Linked DNA regions of Anser cygnoides: region 1 is linked to region 2. The links are chromatin contacts, called in public Hi-C maps. All regions are on one chromosome and are shown on one strand. The core of a region is the stretch at or near the end of the contact, and the rest is flanking DNA. Distances in the headings are between cores, read along the strand shown.

Evidence for each region. Hi-C and Micro-C count contacts between places; a contact is called where the count stands out from the background.
Region 1: a contact with region 2 is called in a Hi-C map of liver, with 4 times the contacts expected there. The contact joins the enhancer-like site here to the promoter of DUS1L in region 2. A contact is called at or near these places in 2 of 7 Hi-C or Micro-C datasets (both in liver).

What each region holds. Positions count from the first base shown.
Region 1 is chr19:13,077,564-13,083,596 of Taihu_goose_T2T_genome, forward strand. CCDC57 (coiled-coil domain containing 57) reads right to left here. Exons shown (of 11, transcript XM_066980358.1): 6 at 5,151-5,251; 7 at 452-680. Among named protein-coding and RNA genes, the nearest start is that of FASN, 17 kb to the left of the region's middle. Within about 2 kb of position 4,313, at least 1 of the 3 cell types and tissues checked has open chromatin away from gene starts, as enhancers often do. A contact at or near this core is called in liver, where this site is marked.
Region 2 is chr19:13,010,216-13,016,827 of Taihu_goose_T2T_genome, forward strand. DUS1L (dihydrouridine synthase 1 like) reads right to left here and starts at 4,035. Exons shown (of 13, transcript XM_066980404.1): 1 at 3,540-4,035; 2 at 959-1,067; 3 at 256-306. The coding sequence starts at 3,776. It overlaps FASN (fatty acid synthase), which reads right to left. Exons shown (of 43, transcript XM_048050305.2): 43 at 5,771-6,612.

The DNA of each region.
Region 1 (6,033 bases), core at 3,063-5,562, 68 kb after region 2:
ATTGCACGGTATTTAAATGTCCACAGTTTTCTTACATTTTATTTACTCTTGATTCCATATTATCCTATAGTAAGCTTTCCTTTCTACTTTCATAAATAATTTTTGTCATCCTAAGAGATAAACCACCTCTTTTCTGGTCTTAGAAGTTAGTTCAACTTCCAGTTCCCACACTGACATCTAAGCACCAGGGAATCCTTCATCAGAGATGTTCATTACCAAAAAGTTACTGACTACAGACTATCAGTGTTTTGTGTTAGGACTTCTATCACAGGATAACCTAAGTTGGAACAGTTAGCACTTCAGTCTCATAAACTATCCAGCTCAAGGATCAGCCAGGTCCAGCACTTTGTTTTCATATTAAAACCTAGCTCTCTCCAGTTCAAAGAATCAACTGATTCACAGCTTTTATTCTAAACGTGTAAGCTAGCACTCTTTTCTAGAATACATTTACCTTCCTTTAATACCATTCCAATATCTGTTCTGGGTCTGTTTCCCATTTCAATCAGCTGCTGCTTCTCTTGGCTCAGAACTGATATTTTCCTTGCTGCTTCGTTCAGTATATTTTGCATTCCGTGTAGAGGGCAGCTGAAACCATACTGAAGACTAACACCAGGACAACAATTATCTGAGACAGGGCCAAAATCGACCGTCTTTTGTTCAAGAGCTTTGGTTTTTGACCCCTGGAAACAAAACAAAACAAAACAAAAACAGATAGAACTTATTATGTTGAAGACGGTGAAGGGCCTAGAGGGGAAGACATATGAGGAGCGGCTGAGGTCACTGTCCTGTTCAGCCTGGAGAAAAGGAGGCTGAGGGGAGACCTCATTGCAGTCTCCAACTTCCTCGCGCGGGGGAGTGGAAGGGCAGGGGACCTATTCTCCGTAAACACCAGTGATGGGACCCACGGGAACGGTGTTAAGCTGAGGCAGGAGAAGTTTAGGCTGGACATCAGGAAGAGGTTCTTCACCGAGAGGGTGGTCGCACACTGGAACAGGCTCCCCAGTGAAGCAGTCACTGCACCGAGCCTGTCTGAATTTAAGAAGCGATTGGACTGTGCACTTAGTCACATGGTCTAAACTTTTGGGTAGACCTATGTGGTGCCAGGAGTTGGACTTGATGATCCTTATGGGTCCCTTCCAACTCGGGATATTCTATGATTATTAAAATATTTTGAAAATGTGGTTTGCATGTTCAGAGATTCATACAAACATGCATTAGAAGCTAGTTGAAGAAAAAGAGCAAAGTTGAAGTCTACGGCCTGTTTTTGAGAGTTCATTTTCAAGATTTTGTTAGCAATACAAAACAAATTTAAACCATGGAATAAATCACTATCACAGCCTAGGAAGTTCCAACAAGTATGCTCCATATTGTTAACTGTAAATATAAAGTAATACATATAGGATACACACCACATAACTGTAAACATGAGCGTGGATAATACCAAAATAAAACGTGGAAAAAACATTTTACTGGAAGTAGCAAGCTACCACAAACCCTTTTTTATATAATCATTGTGTGCATATGCACACGTGGGGTGGATATGACTTAAAACATTGTTAAGAGAGAAAGGCTGCAGAATAAAAAGCAGTTACTATAATTGGTTTTGTCTCTGCAACCCTAATGGAGTCTTGCACATATGAAGTATTTACCCAAAAGACCATAGAATCACAGAATCATTAAGGCAGAATCATAGAATAGAACAGAATCATAGAATCACATCCACGTTTTTCAAGAGCCTGACTTCTTTCAACCCCCTTACAGGGGGACACGTTTCAATATTCATTTAAATACTCATCATTCACCAAACAAATCGTCTCCCTAAAGACTTTTTTTTAATACTATACATTACCACAAGTACCTAAACATCACCCATGTTAAAATAGTTTTGCAAAAAACTTGCTCATCTACATGTTTACTCTTCTGTATATAAAGAAAACAGAAGTGTAGTACACTGTAACTGTGCAGTGCACTGTAATGGTGCTGTCCCAATCAGCTTTCAACTAAAGTCACCCTGAACACTGTGATTCAAAGAGTACACACTGAAAGGTGTTATCCATACTGACAAAAAGCAAACAAACAAAACCACCACATTCTTTGGGAGTTGCCTGACATACTAAGTCACTCTCTTATTTCTTCAGACAGATTCACATATCTGAAAAAAGGAGGATAAAAGAGGAGGCCCTTGAGAACATAAACAGAAAGCATACAAGTCCACAAACACTTTGGTAAGTGTTGTGATTTAATCCTGGTAGACAGCTCAGCAACACACAGGCTCTCACCCACTCCCCCTCAGTGGGACTGCAGAAAGAACCAAAAAGGTACAAGCTTAAGAACTCATGGTTTAAGATGTTTTGCTTGTGCAGACAAGCAAAGGAAAATAAGGAATTAGTTCACTGCTTCCAACTGGCAAGCAGATGTTCAACTGTTTCCAGGAACACAAGTTCATCACACATAACAGTTACTTAGGAAGACAAATGCCATCACTCTAAACATTCTCCCTTCCCCCTCCTTTTACCCAGGTTGTGTTACTGAGCATGACAGCGTACGGTATGGAATAACCCTTTGGTCTGTTTGGGTCGGCTGTCCTGGCAGTGTCTCCTCCTAACTTCTTGTGTGCTCCCAGCCTCCTCACTGGCAGGGCAGCAAAGGAAACAGAAAAGACCTTGACTCACTGTAAGCACTGCTCAGCAACAACTAAAACATCAGTGGGCTATCAACACTATTTTTCATCACCAATCTAAAAATACAGCACTATACAAGTCTCTATGAAGAAAGCTAATTCAATCTCAGCTAAAACCAGGAGAGGCAGAAGGGTGGAGAAATAAATGCAGGGGTAGCATCTGTAAAAACATGATGAAAGACATCACAGTGGAAGAAGGAAGGCACATCACATTGGTGTACAGAAAGTAATTTATATCAAAGCTATCAACATAAGCAGCTGAAAATTATTACATTCTGCCCTCATACAAACACAGTGAAATTAAAACACCGAGGCTTAACATAAAGAGAGGTAAAGGCAATGCCCACTTACAGTACTACCAACTGTCATGCTATGTACCACCTCCATTGTACCAAGAAGTGAAAGTGCAATGCACGTCAATGAGAAGAATACTATTTCCTTAAAATTCATTTTTCATGACCTTTTCATAAAAACATTCAACAGCATTACACACGATGACAGCTTGTAAGATGTAGAGTTAGGACTGAAATTCAGAAATCTTTTTATTTTTAGGTCCATGTCCTACTACTTGTTTATACACATAAAGCAAGAGTAATTCACTATTTCATACTGAAGATGCAGATCGCTGTCTGCAAAATATTCTTATTCTCGTATCCAGCCCTGAGAATTCAATTACAGTTTAGCACCATGAAGCAAAGGTTTAATCTCTGGCACAGAGAATGTTCAGTAACTATCTTAGTGTCTCCAAGGCAAAGCCACACTCACTTTTTTTTTTTTTTTTAAAGGTTTCATCCCTACTTAAAAGAACTCAAAAGAAAATAAGAATGCATCTGTGACAGTAGCTTGTAAAATATTTTCTGCAAAAGAAGAGAGTAGTTGGTACAAAATTCAGTTTTCAACTAATTCTGGAAGTAGCAGAAGAGGAAAAAAAGATCTGTCTATACTGGCACACAACTTCCTAGATGTAATTTCACAGTAGGAACAAACAAAACTACTTTTATATTCAGCAAAATAATGCAGTATTTAAAGATATTAAACATCATTGTGGATGGTAGGTTGTGTGTGTTTTTACAGTGTTCAAAAGGTTCTGAGATTTTATTTAAACATTGTTATTGTTTCAGCTCTTAAACCTATTAGCTTTTAATGTAATTATCTCTCATCATTCTTTATTACTTAGTTACTATTTCCATTTTCTTGAACTTAGAAGGTTACTGGTGAGTCTTAGCAGTAAAATTAAATCATAAAAGACATCAGTAGATTTTACAGATGACTTAAGAATTAGAAAAAAAAATATTTTGAAATTGTATTTTAACCTGTCTTTAAAATTCTTTTGCTATACCATGAAATCTCTGGGAGACAGTAAGGGGAGACCCTATAGTGACCTACTCCTTACTTGGTATTCTGCGTTATTGTTTCAGCTCTCAACCCCATTATTATTTTTACTGAGAGATGCCTCCATCATACTTTAATGCCGACATCGCTCCTACCCTTTAAAACAACGTAATGAGAATTAACATTTGTAAACCCTAGAACTGAATAAAAACGCTTCCAAAGCCAATGAGCTTTTCCGTCTTTTGTGGTGTGAGCTCCAACCGACGGACGCGCTCAGCGGTTTCTCCCGGTCAGACCGACCAGGCCCTTAACCCCCCGGTGGCCTGCGGGCTACGCAAAAGGCCCCCAGGGCCGGCCCGCCGCACCGGGGCCTCGCTACCCAGTCAGCGCCGCCCCCTAGCGACGGACTGGCGGAAGCGAGCCCCGCGAGCCGGCCGGTCCGAGGCTCTCCGAGGAAACCACCGTGCAGCCAGCCAGCCCACCCCAGCGAGCACCCCCAGCGCTTCTGTGACAGTTCAGGTTGTCGAGCCTGTTCTGGGAAAATGCTCCTGCACGTCAGTTTCTCTAAAGGAAAACGCATACATCTCATACAATATCCCCAGTTCCTCTTTCTGGAGGACAAAGGCTAGAATGAGAAGAGGCTAAAAAAAAAAAAAAAGAAAGTGAAGAAAGAATAAAGACAAGGCAGGAGCTCAAATTCATATTTTCATAAAACAAAAAGCAAATGCAAACCAAAGCTTCACAGTACCTGCTGGTTAAAGTCCACTATTGACACAGTATCTACATTATCATCTTGATCCACCTCAAAGCATATTGGAAAATTTTAGATATTAAAAAAAGGCTAACAAATTTAAAACAGAAAACTCAGGTGATACACAACAGCTTAAGAATTTGAAAATGGGGGAGGAAAAAGATCAAAAAGAGCTTGAAAGATCAGAAATGACTTGTGCCAGGGAATAACTAGTCAAAACTTATTCCCTAGAAAGAATGAGCGTAAGTTTGTCTGAAAAAAGTCACTGCTAGCTCATTACTGACTAAATAGGAGTATATAAAATAATATATTATATATATATATAATATATATAAAATAATTATTAATTACACATACATATTTTAGGTAGTTTAAATCTCTTCGTACCTTTTCTGTGTTTGGGTTTATTATACAACCCAAGTTATTTGAGCTGACATTGATGTTGTTCAACGTGGTTCTAACTGAAACTTGGTCTGTGCAAAATGAACCTTTTAAAAAAAAGAGGAGTATAATATGAATGTATACACATTTATATAGTTTGGGCTTTCACAGCAATAGCTGCAGAACTTTTTCTCATTACTATACATTTATATTACTTCAGTAGATGCATTGTAAACAGAGCTGAGGAAATATAGAAAGTAGTACAGTCTCACGATATGTAAATATCAGTCATCTACAAAATACAGAAGTGTCTATCGACGACATATTACAAAGTTCAATTTGTGGGTAAGTAGCACACAGACAGAAGTTTTTATTTCTTCCAGTACTGCATTATTTAATTGTTGGGAAACTGGCAGTACTCAGTATAACACGAATAGTTAAGACATAGCAGATTCTTTCTATCACAGTTGAAAAAAAATCACCAATAAATTTAAATCAATTCTGAAAAATGTTTCTTTTACTTACAGTAAAAATGGGAGTCTGAACATTTTGAATTATGTGGACAAGGCAGGGGAAAGAACAGAGGACTTTCTGGAAACCAGAAATGCCCTTCTAAGTTACTCTCCCACTGTCTTAAAAATTTTGTATTTAACATTATAAACTCTTTTAGAGATCAAACATAATCTCTCTATAATTTTAAAGGGATATAAGAAGGATTATTTTAGTTGAATAAAGAATTTCAGCCAAAGAAGAAATGGATAATTAATTTCTGAAAACGTTTATCAGCTGACAAAAACAACTGGTTCTCTTGGACACTGATAAATTCTAGCAGGCATAAATCTGCATCTTGGACTGTATCTTCAAAAAACAACGGACTAACTTTAACCGC
Region 2 (6,612 bases), core at 2,785-5,284:
CGACTCACTTTCACCTAACGTGAAAGGTACAAAAGTCTTTTAGCAGACCTAGTTTGTAGTGGGATATCATAAAGTACCACGAGGGTGCCATTGGAATACAAATACAGTAATAAAATAAATACCCCCCCCCAACCTTTCCCAAATAAACCTGCTGCACCCCTTATCCCCACAAAAACTAAGCCTCCTCTTACTGATGAATTCATCCCATTCCCTCTCAAATTAAGCCTCTGAAGTGAGGCCTTTCTAAAGACTTACTCATTCTCTGGAGAAGATCCCATTCTTCTTGCAGAAATGCTCCATAGTGACCTATAATAAAATGGCATATGACAGACTTGTGCGGAACAGTAAGGTTCTGAAGTATACAGCTTTCATAAACATTCACACACAAAGATACAGACACTGATGCCTCACTGACAGAAACAGAGTTGTTCTGTCCTTCCCAAACTGGAAGAGTTGGATTGTTCTGTTTCCCGTGCCATCCTAGATTTACTACGCTGGTTCTGGCTTTTGAAATATAGCTACCTCTGCAATACTCTTAAGGGTTCAGCAGGTTTTATCCTCTTATATGCTAACGTGAATAAACTCTGCATGTATCAAGGAAACAGGAGACACTAAGTGACAGCTTAGTATTATTTTAAATGTAGCTTTTTGAATTTAGGCTCTTTGATTGATTGAAATCAGAAAAAAATCAAGCTCTTGCTAAAAAATTAATTTTTTGAAGAATATTCTAGATGTAAGAGCGATCACTCAAGAGAAGTAGGAATTATTAGTGTACCTAATTTTGCTTTAGGTACTACAAATCTGTACCTATTAAAATGGATGCAATTAAGTCTGATTTCAACAGTACTGCAGCCACCCACACCAAGGCTTAATTTGGCCCTTTTGATGTCTTACTGCCAAAGTATACATTTAAAACATGCAATTTCTTTGTTTATCCAGGGCTCAGATTTGCACATACCTCTCTTTGCAATCATCTGGGGACAACCCAAATTTAGGTCTATGGCATCACAGTAATCCTGAGCCAACAGTGCTGCTTGGACAAACACTTCAGGGTCATTGGCACAGAACTGAGAAAGACAAAAACAAGTGGAAAAATCAGGCAATAGCTTTTTTTCAAGTACTGATAACATTATTTCTATGACATACTTACAAAGCAACCAGTCGCTACAAAAAATGGGCATAATATACACAGCTCATAACAACTGTAATTTCCCAAAAGGATCTGTGACACCAGCTAAGGAGCCTCAAATTCCAAATGACAAAATGAGAAAGATAAGCATCAAGAGGCAAAGAAATATTTGCAGAGTATTTTACACGTGGCACCCATCAATAAGAGGAAACAACTCTTCAAATTCCCCGTACAACAAACAGCTGAAGCATTTGAATACATAAAAGGTAATGCAGAAGAAAGGAGTTACTTATGGTGTCTGTCTCAGGGTCTTGAGACAATTCAAACATTATAGATACTAATAAATACCATTGCCTCTAAACTGAATTGACCTGTGCAGAATGTGAAGTAGACACATTGGGCTGTTAATCAAATGCTTGGTCACAAAAATAATTAAATTCACGCTTAAAACATTGAGAAAACATTGATTTGTTACAAACAATTACGTTAATTTGAAGCTGTTTTGTTGAAGAGGATAGAGACAGACCATTCTTCACAAGTATGCTTTTAAATACATTTTCTAAAATGTTTTATTAACAAAAAATAATCCACCGTATCTTTAAATTTAAATAATATGGATTTAAACTGAAACAAATATGTGAAAAAGTATTACTTAAACCCCGTAACACTTTACAAATCACAGCTGATACTGACCAAAGCCAGGAAAGTCATTTGTCTTCTCTGAAATGACAGAAAACCTCCAACCAAGCCACATCAATGTGTATTTTTACATGGAAAATAAATGCTCCAGGGAACAATGGGCTCATATATATCTCTGCCTGATCTACTTCCCAGTGCCTGTGACAAAACCCAAGCCTGTCCAGAAGTATAAGAATAGTCAGCTAACAGAAAAGAATACTGAAGAAAGAAGCTCCATGATGGCAGATATCCAAGGTACTTTGGTGCCCTGTAGAAAAGAGGGTGTGAAGAACAAAGTAGGTGAAAGCTTTACTTTCTGAATCAGAAGGAGGGATTTAGTTTGCTGTCTCCTTTTAGTGCATTCTGATGGAATCATAGAATATCCTGAGTTGGAAGGACCCCACAAGGATTATCTGTCAAACTTCTGGCTCTGCACAGGAACACCTAAAAAACAAACTGTATGTCTGGAAGTGTTGTCAAAATGCTTCTTGAACTCTGACAGGCTTAGTGCTGTGACTTCTTCCCTGGGGAGCCTGGCTGAGTGCCCGATCACCTTTTCAGTGAAAAACCTTTTCCTAACATCCAGCCTGAACCTCTCCTGTCGCAGTTCCATGCCGTTCCCTCAGGTCCTGTCATTGTCACCAGAGAGAAGAGCTCAGCGCCTGCCCCACCGCTCCCCTTGTGAGGAGGCTGTAGGCTGCCATGAGGCCTTCCCTCAGTCACCTCTTTTCTAGGCTGAACAATCCAAGTGAATTCAGCTGCTCCTCATCTATATTCATGTCTAGACTCTTCACCATCTTTGTCACTTTCCTTTGGACACTTTAGGTCCTCCTTATAATTATTGTTGCCCCAAACCGCACACAGTACTCAAGGTGAGGCCACGCCAGCATAGAGCAAAGTGGGATGATCACTCCCTTTGGCTAGCAATGTCGTGCCTGATGCACTCTGGCAGCTGCCAGGGCACGCTGCTGGCTCATATTCATAATCACACCATTCCTCTGCTCACACTGACTGTCTTTCCCTGCATTATTCTCCAGCTCCACAGGCCCCTCCCTCATTGGGATGGAGTGGTAAGAAGTACCCGAACCTCACACAGCACTAGTAAAACAAGCTTAAAGGGGTATACTTTTTCTTGCATTTGCTCTTCTGTCTCTTACTATAGTTAAGCACTGAGATCGTGGTTTCAGAGACCCGTTCAAAAAACTGTGATTCTCCTAGACTGGTACAAGATCTGGAACAAGCCTTGACTCCAGAAAAGACCAACTGCAGTCTATCTCCAAAGACAAGGGGCAGAGGACTGACACTGTGTTAGAAGTCTAGCGCTTCAGGTCTTTGTGGTTAAGACACCAAATCCTCTCTGCTAGCCATGGGGTGAACAGAAAAACACATTTGTCTTCACGAGCTAAGTACTGTTCCTGGTACTTATTACGTGAAGAAAATGATTTTTCTGTCATACTCTACAACCACTTTGAAATCTGTGTAAAATGGACTAGTCTGTCCTCGTGAAGGTTTGGAGAACGGCTGAATTTACGAACACAGAGGGTGGATGACGAGGGCAAGGGCACATTTGGCAACGTTGACTGACTTTCGCATTGTTGCCCAAGAGCACACTGCAAGGCGAACCCCCGGGAAGCTCTTCCCGGCAGTCCCCGCCGCTGCTGGCGGCGCTAGGGCTGGCCCGGTAGGGGCTGCCGATTCGGGAGCGAACCGAGCGGTCGGTCCTGGCGCTCACCTGCACGATGAGCGGGCGGTCCTCGGGACAGGCCTCGCCGTAGAGGTTCTCGCGGCGGTAGTTGGCGTCCCTGAGGAAGACCTGGGCATGCAGCATCGGCGTGTAGCAGAGCTGGGCACCGTGGCGGCGGCTCAACAGCCTCCAGGCCAGCTCGCTCTGGTCCACCATGGGCGCCACCACGTAGTGGGCGCTCCGCAGCGTCTCCCGCCAGAAAGCCTCCCCGCGCAGCTTCGGCATCTCCCGCCCGCGCGGCGCTGCGGCAGCTGCCGCCTCGCGCCGCTGTACCGGGGCTCGCAACCGCCGCCCGAGGCCTGGAGGCGGGCGCGAACGCCGAGCCCTGGCAGGGCACAGAGGCGGCCGGACGGTGCAACCGCCATCTCCCTCCGGCCGGCTCAGCAGTGCAGCTGCGCACCGTCCCCTCCGGAAACCTCAGCATTCCCGGCAGGGGCCGCGCGCGGAGGAGTCCTCACGGCGAGATCATCGCCCCCGTGAAGCAGCGCGGGGGTCGCGCTCCCCGCGTGTACGGTCGCGGAGGGCGGTACCGGCCGGGACGTTACAGGGCTGTTCCCATCCGAGGCCCTGCATAGCCGCGCGCCGCCCCAGCCTGAGGGGCAGCCGCCGTGACGGCGGGCACGGGCGGCCTCAACGCCGGCGCCCGGTGGCGGTGCCACTGCTCGTGCTGCTCTCCCGCGGCCCGCTGTGATCCACCACGATGAGCCCTGTCCGCCGGTCGTGCCTCCCTTGGCGCGACCTGTGCAGCAGTAGTTGTCCGGAGCACCCCGTGGTAGTGGGCAGCACACCCATCTTCCCCCAGTGCAGTGCCCAAGTCCTGAGAAGCGTCTTTGGTCTTGCACTTTATCCGCTATCCCCAGCACACGCCATGGTGAAGTGGTTGTTGACAATAATGTGAACTCGGACTGAAAGAGGGACCTCACTTATCCTCGAAGTTATGAAAGGCATGGATAGGTAACACCAGCGCAGAGAAGTGGAATGAGCCACTGAACCAAACAACATATATGACAAAACTACACTTCTGTGTCAGTTTAGAAAATACTGATCACCACAGGGGTGACACAGGGCAAGAGTTCCCATCAGCGAGTACCTTCAGGAAAGTAAAAAAATAGAAAAATGCCACATTTCTACTCCACTCATATCAATGTAACTTATTTAGTCACAGCGTTAGACAATTTTTTCCTCAAAAGAGAGAAAATTGAAACAAAAATCGTTCCAACAAACATAGTCTAAGAGGGGTTCTACCTACTCTCCAATTGTTCAGGAGTCTGCTAGAGCTTGTCTCCTGACAGCCTTCACAGTTCCAAGTTCACGGCCTAATCCCACATTTCTCCCCCCTGCTTTTCTAGCGCTCATGGTTGTGATGAATCCTGCTGCAAGGAATAGTTAAGCTTGAAGCTCTTCTGGTTCTTTCTTACCACCTCTTCCACTACCTTCCAGAGGCCTAAGCAATCAGTTCCGCTGTTTTAAATACCCAGACTCTCCAACCCTCCCCTTTCCCCTTATGCTGTTTCTCCAGGGTTTATTTTTCCTTTATTTTGACCCTGATTTGCAGGCAAGGTGCTCGATCTTAACTAATTGCAGGAGTAACAAATGCCTGCTTCCTTTTCACTACTCTATCCTAAATCTTTTGGATTTTACTTGACCTCTCTCATTTCCAAAGACAGAAAGCTTCTCCACTTCAGCTGTCTGGGATAATTGTTTAAAGTCATGCGAGTTCTGTTAATCTATGACACTTCAGGGCTTTTTTTTTTTTTTTTTGTAAAGTTATTGTCTTTGGCAAAAAAAGGAGTATTTCTTCCCCTCAGGAAGCTGACAGAATACAAAAGCAAAGTAATAGCTTTAGTGCTGACAATTATATCCACTGTGTACCATATGTTCTTGTTCTCTTTTAGTGTTAAGCTATATTGCAGATTCAAGGTTTACTGCACACCATTTCACAACAGCAGTATGTGTTTTTGTGAGCCTAAGTAAGGCTTCAGGGCCAATAAATGGCTATGTTTTGCAGTCTCAAGAAAGACCAGCATGGTGTAGAGAAGCCTCTGAGAAACTAACTGAAAAGGAATGCAGGTATCAATTGACAAGAGATTTCCACTTCAGTTTCACAAAGAAGGGTAAATCTTTGACTTCTCAAATCAGCAATTGCAGTATTTCATTTTGCATGATGCTGCTATTTTTCCACCCATGTAGTTAATAGACCACTGAGAAATAACAAGCAATACCAGCACTAATAAGGTTTTTATTTTTGGCACACTGTTTTCAGTAGCCAGTTACATAATGGGTTACAGGGCAGTAGCTCATAATTAGACAATTATGGGAAAAACAGAACAATAACCTTCTGCTTTTCAAATAACAACCACAAGAACATTGAGAGAATAAAGGCTATAAGTAATTGTGGAGGAACTTCTATTACTAAACCAGTATCTTCAAGCTTTGCCTAGAGGAGACCATGCACATTTATGTTTATACAGAGAACTTGTAAAACTCCTGCTCAGAGAGCTGGAACAGCATTAGTCCTTGCTCCCTCCACACAGCCCATTCAGAACTGCACCACTTTCATTCCAAGCTGAGAAGCTGGGTCAGACTTGTTAAACACTTCATTTTAGTGCAGAAATATTGTACCTGTTTGATTAAAGTTTAATCACTCCTTTATTTTTCATTCTAGGTTTTCAACATAACCAAGGCAAATAGGATTATTTCACTCTGTGTGAGGCTCACTACCATTGCCAGCAGTAAAACAAGTAGAAAAAAAAAATATCAGTCCTCATCGTTTTTGTTTTACATGGTGTCATATGCTAGGATGTGCATGGATAGCATGCAGTAGATAACAATGAAGTCCCATATTATGCACATATGCCCAGTACATATAGCCACTCCTCGGTATCACATTCTTTGCAGATGTAAGGCACCTTCCCCTTCACACATTACCTGCCTGCCTCCTTCCATTGCCAGCTAACACCTGATCATCATACCTAACAACTTAATAGCATGTATACCCATTGCCTATCTAGCACTCTCAATGACCTTGAGGTAGATGCTATTAGTCCCATTTTACAGATGG